Regions from separate parts of the Mus musculus genome. Here region 1 is linked to region 2. Evidence: chromatin contacts called from public promoter capture Hi-C data. All regions are on one chromosome and are shown on one strand. Each heading gives the region's core, a stretch centred on a gene start, on an enhancer-like site or on the middle of the called end of the contact. The rest is flanking DNA. Distances are from core to core; before and after follow the strand shown.

Region 1 (7,496 bases), core at 3,790-6,289, 2.1 Mb before region 2:
CTTCCTTCCTTCCTTCCTTCCTTCCTTCCTTCCTTCCTTCCTTCCTTCCTCTCTCCTTCCCTCCTCCCTCTCTCTCTCTCTCTTCCTTCTTCCCTTCCTTCTTTCCTTCCTTCCTGCCTTCCTTCCTTCCCTCCTTCCTTTATTATATATATGTTTGGTTGTGTATGTGCCACAGTGTACATGTGTGGCATTCCAACTGAACTATATCCCCAGCCAGGCTTATCAAAGTATTTATTACTATCTATCTATCTATCTATCTATCTATCTATCTATCTATCTATCCATCCACCCACATATCTATCTATCTACTTATTTATTGTGTATGTGCATGGTTAGTGGGCAGCTTGCAGGAAGTCAGTTCTCTTGTTCCACTGAGATGTGGGTCCAGGGGATTCTATTTTTCTGTGAAAGTTTTGTTAAAAGTCTGCTTGCACAACATCACATGAGCTTCATTTGGTCTTTTGTTTTGTGGTTGTTGGTGGTTTTTTTAGGCAAGGTCTCATGTAGTCAAGGCTGACCTCAAACTCGACACGTGGTCAACAATGACCTTGAATTCCTGATAGCTTGCATCCACCTCTTGAGGGCCAGGATTAAAACCATCCACTACACCACCCAGTTTATGTGTTGCTGCGGGTGGAATCCAGGGCTTCCTGCATGCTAGGAAAGTGCTCTGCCAACTTAGTCACATTTCTTTCCAGCACATGGTCTTTTACAACTGTTAAATAGTCTATCAAAGGAGTGTGTTGTAGCTTGGTCATCTTCCGAGTGGGCATTTCTATCTACTATAAATAGCACCAAGAAGAAACATGCAATGATACATGTAATAATTGCACTGATTATTCTTTTTACTTTTGGGCAAAAATGACTGGTTGTCAAATTATTTACTGGCTCAACGGACATAAATACTTCAAAGACTCGCATGCACAATGCCAAATAGCATCTTACCGTGTCTGCCTCCTCAACCAATTGAGTAGCGTAAGGGCTTACATCTTGCAAGAGCTACTATTAGTAACTACCTTGTGCACATCACAGGGTTACTACGGTGTCAACTCCCTTTAATTAAAAAAGAAAAAAACAAAAAACCAGGATTGAGGTCTAGCTCAGCGGTAGAGATAGCTTGCCTAGCACCACAAGGCTCTGGGCTTCATCCCCAGCACCACACATAAGCAAAGCAAACACTCCCAAAACCTTCCCGCCTGTGTGTAGGCTGAGGTTTACTATTTACGGAAACAGCTTGCAGTGGGAGTGGGAGTAGTCTAGATTCCAGTGATTTCTCTGTGCGCCTACATGTGCTAGGCACTACGCCAGGTGCTTTTTGTATTTCTTACTGCTGCAACCACACCTTCAGCATGTAGGTGTCATCCTGTCCCCATGAGGCTGTGATTTGTGAGGACGTTGTGCTGGTCAGGTGCACGGTCAGGACGGGTATCAGGTGGGTTGACTTGGAGCCTAGAGTTGATCCATTTGTATATTCAGCCCTACCTCAAAGGGTTTCACATACATACTCCCATGTAAATACATATGTATTATATACAATTGTGTATGTATGTCACAAAATGAAGACAATTATTAACAGTTTAACGTTTTTGGTTTTTTTTGTTTTTTTTTTTTTTTTTGACTGAGTTTCATGTAGCACAGACTAGCTTTAAATTCACTATGTAGTCAAGGGTGATCTTAATTCTCTGACCCTCCTGACTCCTCCTCCCGAGTGCTGGCGTTACAGATATGTACAGTCACTATTCATCACATACCCCTGTTCTACTTAGTGCTGGAGATCAAACCCACAGCTTGGTGCTTGCTTAGCAACTGAACTATACAGCACTAGCCAGACTTAACAGAATTTTACAACACTTATTTATTTATTTAGATATTTTTACCTTACTTTATGTGTGTGAATGTTTTCCTTGCACACATGCATGCATGTATGCCACATGCATGCTTGTTAGATTCTCTGCAACTGGAGTTACAGGTGGTTGTGAGTCACGATGTGGCTCCTGAGCATTGACTCCAGGGCCTCTGCAAGTGCAACAAGTGTTCTAATCACGGACACACCTCTCTAGTCCCCACACTGTATAAGTGTTTTAAGAGTATACATATTGGGCTGGGTGTAGTGGCATATTGCCTTTAATCCCAGCACTAGGAAGGCAGAGGCAGGTGGAGCTCTGTAAACTTCAAGGCTAGCCTGGTCTATGTAGAGAGTTCTAAGACTGCCAGGCAGAGCTGCATTAGAGAGACCCCATTTCAACAAACAAAACACGAGTGCATGTGTCATGGTGTGAATGTGGGAGTCAGAGGACAGTTTTCAGGAGTCGGATCTCTCTTTCCACCACGTGGGTTCTGGTACCTACTGAGCCATCTCGCCCATCCTCAGAGTTTTAAATTCCTGGGTAGAACAAGGCAACTGACCAGTAAAGCTTACTCTCTGAAATTCCAACCTATTGGAAGAACTCCAAGGCCACTGCTTCTTGTCTGCTGTGATAGGTGGTCCTTGATCTAAATGTACAGCCAGCAGTGGGAGGAATGGGGCCTAACCTGTTTACCTTTTGGGCCAATCAGCTGCCATCATTGCTTTTGAGGGTGTAAATGAGAAGCTGCAGAGGGAGAGAGACTTGGGGATCCCTCGGAGGATGTGTGTTTCGCTTGGGACAGAGATTGTGCCTAGAACATACCTGTGTGAAAAGGTGATCCTGCTCTGACAGCTTGAGGGGGGGGCTCTTCCCCTCCTACTTGTTTTATTTTGTTCTGAGACAGGATCTCACGGTGTAGCCCTGGCTATTCTGGAACTCTCTATGTAGATCAGTCTGGCCTCAAACTCACAGAGATCCAGCAGCCTCTGCCTCCACCTCAATCCCCAGGATCAGAGCTGTATCTCAGCATAGGCCTTTTACTTTATTCTGGGTCTGATGCACACGACACGTGAATGTTGGCTTTTGGATCTTTGGACATTATGTATGTGAGTGTTTTGTCTGCCAGGTATGAATGTGTAGCGTACGTGCGTCTGGAGCTTGCAGACGTCAGAGGAGGACATCAGATCCCCTGGGACTGGAGTTACAGATGACTGTGAGAGGACATGGGTGCTGGGAATTGAACCCCAGTGCTCTGCAAGAGCAAGCGCTCTGAATCACTGAGCCATCTCTCCAGCTCCCAGTACCGATTTTGTGAGTCAAACAAAAAAGAAAATTAAATTGTTTACTCACTCTTAGCCCCGGTCTTTTGACAAGCTCACAGGACGGAGAAGGGGACCTAAAGCTGCTAACCTTCCCCATTATTTCCCATTGTCTAAGAAGCTTGGAGCTGTTCTCTCAGTACGGCCTCCCTCGGAGCATGTCTTAGACCACACCAGGCTTGCTGCCGGCACGGTGGGAAGAACCTGGCTGCTAGTGCTGCTGGCTTTGGCTGCCTGTGTCTAACTTCTACTCCATTGTGCTAGAGTCTCCTCCTTTCCTGTGTTAGCTTCGGTGTATTTGTGATCAGCCTCTGGGGACGCTTTCAATGGAGGTGGGCAGGGAAAATTTTGTTACTGTTCTCAGAATGCAGTGATCCCACTGGGATGGTTTGGTTTTGCCTTCTCTCTCTCCTTCCTTCCTTCCTTCATTCCCTTCCCTTCCTCTTTCCCTCTCTCTCTCCCTCCCTCCCTCCCTCCCTCCCTCCCTCCCTCCCTCCCTTCTGACTCCTTCCTTCTGACTCTCTATGTAGCTGCCTTAGACATTGCTATGTATATCAGGGTGTCCTCTAACTCAAAGAATCTTCCTGCTTCTGCCTCCGGAGTGCTGGGGTTGCTGGGATTAAAGGAGAGCACCATTATGTCTGTGTCTGTGTCGGTTTAGGCTCAGCTTTTACAGAGCCTATGACCCAAGAGCTATTTCAATGGCCAGGAAGCTTGGGGGGGGGGCGGGCGGCAATAGCAGCTGGAGACATTCAGAAACCCCGGCTTGGAAGCCACACTGATGGTGCTCACCTGCAAGCCGCAGCTGAAGACCTCTGCAGCCTTCAGGGGACGGAACATCCTCTTTGGATAGCACAAATGGCCGTGTTTGGAAATGATGGAGTGGGGAAGGGTAGGCAGAGAGATGGTGAATAACCACAGAGGGCCAGGGCTGAGGTGGCGTTGGGACTGCAGGGTGGACAAAAAGGGAGGAAAATAGAGCAAAATGGGAAGCTCAGAATAGAAGATATAAAGGAAAGTGCCAACTAGTGAAAATCCTGCGAAAGAACGCGCGCGGGGGGTTGGGGGGGCGACTGGGGAATGGTTTAGAAAAATAGCAATTAGCACAGCTAAAAATAAAGACCAATTTCGAGACAAAGCCAGACCCACAAGGAGAAAAATAAAACTCGCCAGAAAGACAATTCCTTGCAAACCGAATGCTCAAGAAAATGGGGCTAACGACACCCCCCTCTTGGGCTGTTTGGTAAAAAGAAATGGGAAACTAGATGAGCGTGGAGCGCGGCGCTGAGCAGGTGACTGGCACCAGGAGGAGCGTTGAGCCCGGCGCTGGGATCTACAGGATTCCGGTAGTTGAGCGCAAAGGTTCTCCTGAGACTGCACCCAAGTGTCGTCCAAGTTAAAAAATGTGCTGGCGCGCTCAGATCCACTCTGAAACCGCAGAGGCTCCAGACAGCGTTCTCCGAGGTTTGTCCCGGGGCTTGGAAGCCCCGGCACAGGCGTGGCGTGGGCCAGAGTGGGCGCCCACTCGCGGCGGCTTGGCTCGGGACTCTGGTGACGCCTCCCGGGCATTCGCGGCGTGAGCAGGCCGCGCGCCCACGGAATCGGGTAGACCCGGGGGCGATCTGGGAGGTGACTCGGGCCTGGCAGGGACACCGAACGCTGTATGTCTCCAGGCCGCGAGGGGAGGGACCGGGATGTGCGCGGGAGCTGAGGGTCACCCGGGGCCACCGCGCCCTGCCCTGCGCGGGTAACTGAGGGCTGGACCCAGTGCCCACGGGCGCGGGTGGGCAGGGAGAGGGGAGCGCGGCGGGGAGGAGGCGGCGGGCGGAGCCTGGAGGGGCGGCGTCGCGCGGGCTCCTCCTCCTCCTTGCCCTCTTCGGGCTTAGCCGCCGCGCTGCCCGGCTGCTCCGTCCTCTGGACGCCCGCGGCGATGTTCACCCGCGCCGTGAGCCGACTGAGCAGGAAGCGGCCGCCGTCTGGTAAGCGGTTGCGGGCGCTTGGGCGCGGGAAGGACGGGGTCGCCGGGTCCCCTGGCGCGGCTCGCTGTGCCGCCCGGACAGCAGCCGCGCTCCTCCCCGCTCGCTCTGTCCCAGCCGCGGCGGGAGCGCAGAGCCGGGGAGCCGCCCGGGGAGGAAGTTGGGCTTGAAGCGGGAGTCAGAGCAGCTTTCTTTCTAGAGAAGGTCTGGGAACCACGGGAGACACATTAACAGCCCCTCACTCCGAGGCAGCGTGGGAAGCCAGGCTTCCCTCCTGCGTGCAGCCTCTTTCTCGGGCGGAATGGGAAGGATGCTCCGCCGGACCTCTGCATCCCCGGAGTGGCCGGCCCCGCGGCGCCAAAAAAAGTGGAGTCCCAAGGTGGCTGCACACCAGGGCGGGGGAGGAACTTGTGTGACACGGCGGGGGAGTCACTTTGTTTTTCCCCCTGAACCTGCCTGACCCACAGTTTGGGGCAACTTGGCAAGACAAAGAACCCACGGTGCAGAAATGGTGATTTGAATCGTGCCATCCTTTTTGTTCTTAATAACACCTAACACTCTTTGATGGCTTAGGTTGTGGCCAGGAGCTGTGTTGACACCTTGTGTGCTTTCTCTTGTCTTCACCATTAGAGCAGCCGCGTCGGAGGGGTGGGGCTCTAAAGCCAGGGTGTTGGGTAACCTGCTCTACTCTTAGCTGATGGATTTTTTTAAACGTAGGTTTATTTGCTTGACTCTGGGTTCGGGGTTCAAAGGCTTGCTTTTCTGTCGCCCAGAGATTCACTACGCTTTAGCCGGTTTCCTCTTTTCACGTAAATATCAAACGTGGTTAAGCGGCTGCAATCAGACATAGACCCAATCCCTTGGCCACCACTCGACAGCTGTGCAACTTCTTTGTGACTGGGGATGTGCAAAGGGTAGCTTTAAGTGCTTAATTGGAGACTCCCCCCCCCCCATCAGCCACATGCAAATCATTTCATTAATTATTTAAGACAACCCCACTAAAGTCAGATTCCATAGAGTTATTGTAAAGAGTTTGCACTGTTGTCTTAATATGCGTTGAAATGCTCCATTAGTGTTCCCGAGTGGTCACATTCCCTTGTGATGCTGATGGCTGACACTGAGTGGTGGTCAGATTCTAGGCACCGGAGTTAAACTCCAACCTTGACTCTGCCACTCCGCCACACTGAATAATGAATGTCCTTGGACCTTTCTGTGCCGCAGAGCTGTGCTGGTGCTGGCTCAGTGTAGCTTGCAAGAACCAATTGCTAAATGTTCAGGGCATCTGGGAACTGGTTGCTACGTCATAGGTGGACTGAAATGAACTGTGGTGGGACATATCAACATATGTCAGACATCAAGGCTGGAACAGTGGATTTCAGGAAGCTGTGGACTTAACTACATACTTAAATTTTATTTTAGATCATATTTATCATGTGTATGTGTGTGCTCGTGTGCGTCTCTGTGTGTGTGTGTGTGTGCATATGTGTGTTTGCATGCTACAGCTTGTATGTGGAGGTTAGAGGATGACTTATGGAAATCAGTTTTCTTCTACCGATAGGTCCCAGTAGTCAAAATCAAGCCGTCAGGTTTGGATGTAAGCATCCTTACCCACTGAACCGTGTTGCTAGCCATTAACTACAGGTTTTAATTCTGATAAGGATATGCTTACATTACTAATAGTAGGATCAGCAGTTAAACCTGAGAAGCCCCAAGTGCAATGCTGGATACATGATAAAGGTGTGGGGCTTACTAGTTTCCTTTTCTTTCTTTTTCCATCATGTAGGGGAGTTCCGTCTAGCCTTGCCTAGGTTGCTTGCTGCTTAAAATTATATTTGGCCAGAATATAATACAAATAGAACCACTGAATTGTGACAGATACCTGGATTTGGGATGCTTTTGCATACGGCCAGATTGCAATCCCAAACTGAAAGGCAGTTTCACAGTCATTGCTAGCATGTATCTGTTCCAGGGCAACAGACTAACCCTGATGAAGCTTGCCCACACCAGTGATACAAAGGCCAGCAGGGAAATAGCAGTGCTTGGTGTTGGATGTCTATATGGCCAGAGCCCAATTTCCTTGAAATCTGTGGGTATAAGTTCTGCTGCCCTGTGAAAGGACACGAGCCCCTGCCAGTTTGGTCACTATCATCACCACCCAACATCAAGAAAAGGAGCCAAGTGAGAAAGGAGGGAGGGTGAGGGCTCCTTACAGAGATGCTGTGCAGCAGGCAAGCCGTCTGCAGGACAGTTAAGGATTTGGGAGAAGGTAATTTTGATGTTTTTTTTTTTTTTTCTTGTGGTGCTAGAGGTGTGCCCAAGGCCTTGTATATGTAGGCAAATGGCCTGCCCCAGAG
Region 2 (7,784 bases), core at 4,970-7,469:
TTTAAGTTGGTGACTCTGTTACCAAACAGGTTGTCTAGCCTCTCTGGCCCTGTGGAAGGTGGGAGCCCCAAGTCCCAAGGGGTAGGGTCCTCAAAGAGGGCCATGAGCAGGCCCAGGGTTTGTGAAGGCCTCCAAAACTCAAGACCTGGAAGATGCAGACAATCTAGCACTCAGGATTTGGAATAGAATGTGGCACAGTGGTTGATGGGCCAGTGCCTTTGGCTAGGTTGTTCCCAGTGAATGAATGGTGACTTCTAGAGAGAGAGCTGGGTCAACAGAGGCTCTTTCCCCAGCCCCAGATCACCTCTGAACTACAGAGGGACAAACACGCCTGTAGCCAATGTAGCACCTACACCAAGGCTCAGGCGCTCACTCCCATACCTAGCCATAGGGGCCTGTGCAAGTTGTTTGTCCTCTGAGACGCAATTTCTTCCAGTTAAATAGGCGTAAGAGCCAAAGATATGGCTCAGAGCACCCATCTGACTTGCCTTGGGCTCCAACAGGAGTGGAAAATGGGTATAAAACGGTTCAGGTTCAAGTAGTACTTACAGGAGCCACCTCTTACAAGCCACTCAAAACTGCTCTAGACATACCAACTCATTTAAACCTCAAATACCCTTGGGAGACGCTATTTATGTCTTTACAGCTAAGGAGACTGAGGCACAAAGAAAAAGATTCTGTGGTTCCACCCCAAGTCACACAGCTGGTCGTGGCTTAGAGACGATTTGTCTGATCCTAACACATTTCAAAAGGATATGTGTGACCGGCTCCACGCTCGGCACTGCCCCTGGATCTGAGAGCAGCTGGGAGTCCTGTGGCCAAGCTCGAGAGCTGGGACTGTGCAGCGCAATAGTCAAGGCTCTAACGGTGAAACAGACGTATGGCCGGCAAGGTGCCATCCCAGGGGAACCGCCAGCGAGCAAGGGAAAGGAAGCCTGCCAAGTATGCAGAACAGATCTGAGAGGGACGGAGAAGACACCACAGGAAGTGGCTCTCCTCTCAGTAGCCTCAAGTCCTCTAAGATCTTTGATCCATGAAGCGTGAGGCACAGCATGTGACCCTGACCCGGGCCTTGCCTTAGAAGACTCGGACACAGCTGGGCTGCAGGCCCCTGGAACAGGCTGGTTCCACGGGTGAAGCCACAGAGAACTTCAGATCCGCCAAGCCTTGTGCTTTGTGTATGAGATAAAAGTGACCAGAACTTGTCCTCAACCCCAGGACAGAGAGCCTTGGGGAAAGCCCTTCACATCAGAGCCCCATTTTTTCCTTTTTTTTTTCAGACAAGGTCTCACTTGCAGTTTTGACTGGCCTGGAGTTTACTATTAGACCAGGCTAGCCTCAAACTTAAGAGATCTGCCTGTCTCTGTCTGTCTCCTGAGTACAGGGATCAAAGGTGTGTGCCACCACACCAGGCCAGAGACCGGTCTCCACTTCATCTCTAAGCGAGGAGCTGCCACCCCTTTCTGCTCAGGCTTTAAGGACTAATATTAGAGGCAATCCTTGGGGTGCCGCAGGTGACAGTCATAGCACTTTACAAACATCCTTCCACTCGGCCCTCCCAACAGCCCCAGAAGACAAGTGCTAGGATTCTTTCTTACAGAAGAGAGAGCTGAGGCACAGAGACGTTAGGAACCTTGCCCAAGGCCAGGCCAAGTGGGTAGAGTTGTGTACCCTCTTTGAGGTCATCCTCTCAGGTCTGACAAGCAAAAGAGGTTGTTCTATGCTATCCAGCCCAGCCCTGCCCAGTCTCCCAGGGAAACAGCAGCTGGTATATTCTGGAACCCTCTTGTGACTGTTCAAGCTGCAGAGCATGAGTGTGAGGCTGAGGGAAGTCACAGCAGGTCCCCTGACTGGAATCAGTTCACCTGTATATGATAGCCCAAGGTGAAAGAAGACCTAGAATGCTTGCAGACACTGCTGAAGCCTGCCTCACTGGCTCAAGGCTTGAGGACCCCTCACAGCACCCCCTCTGCAGTCAAAACACAGGATCCCCCCAAGAACTGACTAGTCCAAGGTCAGGTTAGTCACTGGACAGGCAGCCGCTGCCAGTTCAACACCAACCCTTGGTGGACCTAGAGCGGGGCTCAAATCCTGCCATGGGCTCAATGCTGTGCTGGTCTAGGGGTAAAATGAAAATCTGTCCAGAGCCTGGCTCTGCAGACTGACAGGAGAAAATGCTCCACTGCCTCCCTGAGCCCGACATTAACGACATGGCTTCCTGGGTGGGGAGGAGCTAGGAGCATTGAGGATATGACAGAAAGGGGTGGCCACGAAGGGGAAGGCAGAAGGCCTTTGGCTACCCCTGCTGTTATTAAGCCCCTCTCCTGGAGAGAAGCAGAGGATAAAAGGGGACTTCCTCCCGAGGACCTAACCCCACAGACCTTTTCCTGCAGGCCCCCATGACTGGGCTGGGAGTCCTCTTTGCTACCCATCTTGGAGCTCTGCAGCCCTGCCAACTACCAACTTCATCAATGACTGCTTCCCCTCAGCCCATGCCAAGCCCCGCGTCTCTAGAGCAGCTCCCAGAGGAAGCTCGGCTATCCCTTGCGGTGCCCCTTTAATGAGTGAGACCAAACAGTCTCTGGCCTCTGGCTTAGTTCATCCTACACAGTATTGTTCCTATTCTATAGATAAGTAAACTGAGGCCCAAAGCAGCTAAGTACATCCCAAACCTAGAGCGAGTCCAGAGCTGGTGCTCTCCACATGGCACTAGGCCATCTCTTTTGACCTCTGCTCCAGCAGACCTTTGTCCAGGAAGATTGCATACCTACCAAAGCCAAGGCGAGTGGCTAGGGCCTGGTGCTGGCCTCTGGCTCTGGCCCAGTTATTTGGTAACAGTCATCAGCTTCATGCTTAGGGAATGTCAGAGGCTGGGGAGGGACAAGGTTACTTTGTTTTGTTTGCTGGATTGGGGATAGAACCTTGAACGTGGCCGGCATGACCACCATCCAAGGTTCAACCCAGGCCACCTGTTCAGTCCTGGAAAGCCCGAGAAGAGGAAGCCTGGAGAACCTCCTCCACTTTTGTCCTCTCTGCACAGAGGAGTAAACTGAGGTCAATAGCAGCCCTCCCCAAGTCCTCCGTCAGACTTAGCCTAAACCCTGGTCTACTGCCCCTCGCAATGGTTATTTCTGTGCCTCCAGTGTGTGTGCTGCTAGTCCTAACCCAGCCATGGGCAGGTAGACCGGGCACAGCCAGTGCTGAACACTCATTTTTCCAGCTCCCACTCTTCCCGACAAACCTGGAGGTCAGCAGCTAGGCTCTAAGTTCACACCAATAAAGAACAGGTCAGGCGTTCTTGGGACGACTGGGAGCGTGTGTCCTGCCCACACAACACAGCCATTCTCTAGCTCTGGGCCTCAAGCTGCTGCATCCCCTGGGTTTTCAGGAAGATCTCCAAATCAGCATCTGAATGTGAAATCCTCCAAGAATTTCTGAGCGTCAGTAACAAACACAGACATGTGAAATACACTGATCAGCAAACTGGGGCTCTACGCTGTATTCTCCAAATGCTAAGACATCAGGCTGTAGGCTCAACGGTGCTGGTGTGGCCAGAACAGGACAGCCCCAGATTCCCAAAGCTGAGCCTAGGAGTGCAGTCTCACAGCACATGGAAACAAATGCCACTAAGCTGCCCAGCCACCAATCACCTAGCCTGGGCTCTCTACCATGTGCAGTCTAAGCCAGAGCAAAAGGGGAGGTAGAGGTAGAAACAGCTGCCAAGCCATCCTAGAGTGGGGCTCTGGGTCAGGGGGATTTTATATGATAAAGAGTTAAGAGTCATGGAGATGAGCCAGGTAATGTGCGGGTGCTCAAGATGTAAATTAGGGCAGGCTGCAGAGAGCTGGGCTGCCAAGCTACTTCATTAGGGCTACTCAATGGGGAGCCGCGGCAGGTTAACAAAGAGTGAAAGTCTTCCTGCCAGTCCCCTTCTGGCCTCATAATGGCTCTTTCTGCTCACAGTCATTTGAACTTCTCTCCAGCCTCTGCTTCTACTTTCTTGCCTGTGGAGTATGTGACTAAGCCCCGGGCTCCAACCCACTGCACAAAATAAACTTCCAAGGTGGCTAGGACACACCTTAAATGCTCCTGACAGTCTGGCTTCAATCTGTACCCACCAAGCTGGCTGCAGATATGTAGTTCACTCTCATTCTCTCTGGGAAGTGCCACAGGCTTGATCAAGGTCACCTCATCTTCAGGGCAACTGGCTTTCGCACATCCTCTCCTGGGGGGAGGGGGGGTGGCTGCCTTGACTGTCCTTGAGTCTGCAGGGGGGATCTGCAAGAGTGCTGACCCAGGCTACATCTGTACTCATGGGGCAAAGCCAGCATCAGAGAGGAGTCCAGGCAGTAGTGATGGGAAGGTATCAGCTGCTCAGGTCTGATCTGGGGAATCAGGTGTCACAGGGACAAGGGGTCAAGGGTTGGGCAGCTGGTCCTGACATGGTCTGGACAAACAAAACAGCCCAAGGATCTGAAGCCTGATCATCAGGAAAAGATGAGGGGAAGCCCCAAACTCCAGGGCTGGAGCTTCAGACACGGTAGATGTTGCAATGAATGGATAAATAAACGAACAAAGAAACTTCTATAGGGCTCTGTGTTCTGAATCCTGCCTTCCCCAGCCTGTCTGCTCACCTCCTACCTGACTTTACACCTGTCTGTGGAAGGCTGAAAAAAACCTTCCTGCCCTTTCTCGGGGTACAACGCACCCAAGATCTTCCGGCATTCCCTGGGTCCTGGGGTTTAGGACATTTGTTGAGGCCCTCTTGATTGTAGATGCTTTGGAAAGCTTAAGCAAGAATCCAGACTCACTCCTGCATCGTAGAGGACACAGTGTCCCAGTCCCGGACTTGGCCCTAGGTGTTCCCCGGGTCAGAAAAAGGGAAAACACTCAGGTTTGCTGTCCTTGGGACTTAGAGGGGCAGAAAGGTGCTCTGACCCGAAATGGTTTCTTCATTCAGGGTACCTCCCTCCCCCAAACTAGCTGTTCACTGAGAGGGCTTGTCCTCTCCCTGTTCTGCAGGGAGCACAAAGAGGGACTGGATAAAGAGCCCCACTGAGACCTGAGCTGGGGTCTCAGAGTCAGAAAATAAGAGACTCATCCTCTCAAACACGCCCCTTCCCTGCCCTCTCAGACAAAGGCACACACCCAAAGCCCCAGCTGTCACCCAGAGCTGCAGAATGCAGGCACCTCTCACCTTTGGGCGCCCCAAATTTTCTCTTTCCTGTGGGGAGGGTGGGTGTCACTTAAGAACTCAGCTTGGTCTTTGGGAGATGATAGTTACGTGTCTTTATTCTTCAAAGGACCTAAGGTCTAAGGCTCCAGGCTATTCCGGGGAGACTCTCCACCTTCTAACCCCTCTCCAGGGCGTCGCAACTCCTCTCTCCCGGGGTCCGAAGCTGTGCCCAAATCTCAGGGTTGGGGTGGAAGGTGGGGGAAGGGAGAGGAGGAGGGGGCGGCTCCTCCAAGCGAGACACAAAGAGACGTCCTTCAGCCTCGGCTCCATGGCGACGCTGAGGAGGGGGAGCGCGCACTCTGGACTTCCTTCCCCACCTGCAGGACTCTAGGGACCTCGGTACCACTCACCTGCCGCCCCTCACCTGGGTCCCACTTACCTGGGCTGGGGCCGCGGGGACGCCGCGGCAGGGGGCCTGGGCGCCGTGTCGATCTTCGTCTGCCCGGCCCGAGAGGGGCTCAGGGCACCACTACCACCATGAGCCGGGACGCTGAAGGCGTCGCAAGGGGCTTGGTCGCCCGGGTCCCGAGGCTTTGGGGTGCCCGCGGCTTCTCGTTAGCAAGAGGATCTTGCTGTCCTAGGTTTGGGGTCCCTGTGTGCCGGAGTAGCGGATTAGGGAGGCTAGCGCCCCAAGCCTGGGTCTCTCTGTGTCTTGAGGTGTGCGGTTGTAGCAAGCAGATCTTGGGGGGCCCGGGTTGGATCGGTCGCTGCGTCCCAGCAGCCGCGTGCGAGGATGGAGGTCACCGCTCAGCCGCTGGGGGGTTCGGGCGCCGCCGCTGCGAGCAGCCCGGCCCTGCGGGCTCCTGCCCCGGCCTGGCGCGGGCTGAGGCTGCGGCTCCGGCTGAGGCTCCCGCTCCGCCCGGCACTCGGGCTCCAGCGCCGGTGCCCGCCCGGGCTGCGCTCCATCGCGGCCTCGCGGCTCCGCCTCCCGCCGGCGCGTACCTGCCCGCCCGCCGCTCCGCCCTCCGCCTCGCGCGCCGCCGCACGCGCCTTTGTCCGCCGCGCCGGGTGCGCGCTCCGCGCACGCGCACTCCCGCCGCGCCCTCCCGCCAGGCGCCACGGGCCTGGACCTCCCCACCGCCGCGGGAGCCGCACGATGCCCCGCCCGCTTTCCGGCCACGCGGGGTCCTAAGGCCCGCCGGTCATTGGCATAAGCTTCTTTTTCTAGGTCAGAGCCCAGGAGGGGGCCAGAACGAGGTTAGAGAGGGCTCGGGGGAGTCACAGAGGGTCACCTGGTCCAGCTGCTTGGTCCCCGAGGGGCTAGACTGTCCCAGACTATTCCAGCCTGTGCTTGTGGGGCGGAGCCTGGATCTGTTTCAAAGAAGAAAAATAAATCCGAGCTCTCCTATTCAGAATGCACTCGCTCATTCAACTACCGGTCCATCTGTTCACCCGCCTGTCTGCCCATTCATCCTTCCACCTATCCATTCGATTTCCAGGGGACCTCATAAGACTACTAGGCTACTCAGAGACCTGGGGTCTGTGGGGCCGTGCAGGGTTCAGGCAGAACTTTCGAGCTCTGCTGTAGGGAGACCGCGAAGTAAGTTTAAGGAAAAGCTGGGATTAAAGGTGTATAGCAGAACGGAAGAAGGGGGTGGGGGGTTCCTGGCTGAAGCAGCAGCTGTGCAAAGCCACCCGGGTGTGAAGAGCTTTGTTCATTAACCGGAAATTGTAGCCTGGATGCAGGTGGGGCGATCGAGCAGAGATGGCGACAGAGTGGGAACAACGAACGCATCCTTCCAGAGGCCCAGTCTCCCATGCAGCATACTATTTTATTCATAGAAAAAGCCCCCGACGCACCCAAAATCTCTCCTCCTTTTAATCTCTGATCAGATTGTTTTCTCAAATTAGCATCCTCTTCCAACCACTCCAGCTGCTGGTAGAACTTTTAGAGCTGGTTATTGCAAACTCAGGTAGCCTTAGGTGGAGCTGGGAAGACGGCTTATTAAGTAAAGTGCTTGCCAGGCAAGCATGAGGGACTTGAGTTCCTCCAGTGCCATGACACCTGTAGTTCCAGCCCTGGGAAGGCAGAAACAGGTGGATCCCAGGGACCAGCCTGATCTGATCCGTGAGTTCCAGTGAAAGACCCAGTCTCTGAATAAATAAATAAGTACGGGAGGGGAGAAGGGGAACCAAGCGAGATGCTGCTAAAGACCAGGGTTCAGGCCCCCAGGACTCAGCTATGGCTGGGCAGGTGTAGCAGCCTAGAATCCCAGCATTTAGGAGGCAGACAGGATCCCCAGAGCAAGCTGACTAGCAAGACTAGCCGAATGAGTCAGCTCTAGGTTCAAGTGAGAAACCATGCCTCAATTTGTAAAATAGAGAACAAGAGAATCAACCTCCGTCTGCACATGCACACACATGCATGTGCACCCCACATACATGCAAACACACACATATGCATGCATACCACGCACCCACAAAAAGTTAAATGAGCTGGGGAGGGATTGAAGAATACACCTGATAATGTCAACTTCTGCCCTCTACACACACACACACACACCTAAGTTGAATAAACTACAGACAGGAACTAGAAATGTGGCTCAGT

What was found. Promoter capture Hi-C pulls out the DNA fragments that hold promoters and counts their contacts.
Region 1: a promoter capture Hi-C map of pre-B cells shows a contact between it and region 2, with 2.3 times the contacts expected there. The contact joins the promoter of Rgs10 here to the promoter of Sbk1 in region 2. A contact is called at or near these places in 2 of 39 promoter capture datasets (liver and pre-B cells) and 1 of 9 other capture datasets (liver).

The regions. Positions count from the first base shown.
Region 1 is chr7:128,415,715-128,423,210 of GRCm38.p6, reverse strand. Rgs10 (regulator of G-protein signalling 10) reads left to right here and starts at 5,039. Exons shown (of 5, transcript NM_026418.2): 1 at 5,039-5,145. The coding sequence starts at 5,097.
Region 2 is chr7:126,270,931-126,278,714 of GRCm38.p6, reverse strand. Sbk1 (SH3-binding kinase 1) reads right to left here and starts at 6,219. Exons shown (of 4, transcript NM_145587.3): 1 at 5,616-6,219.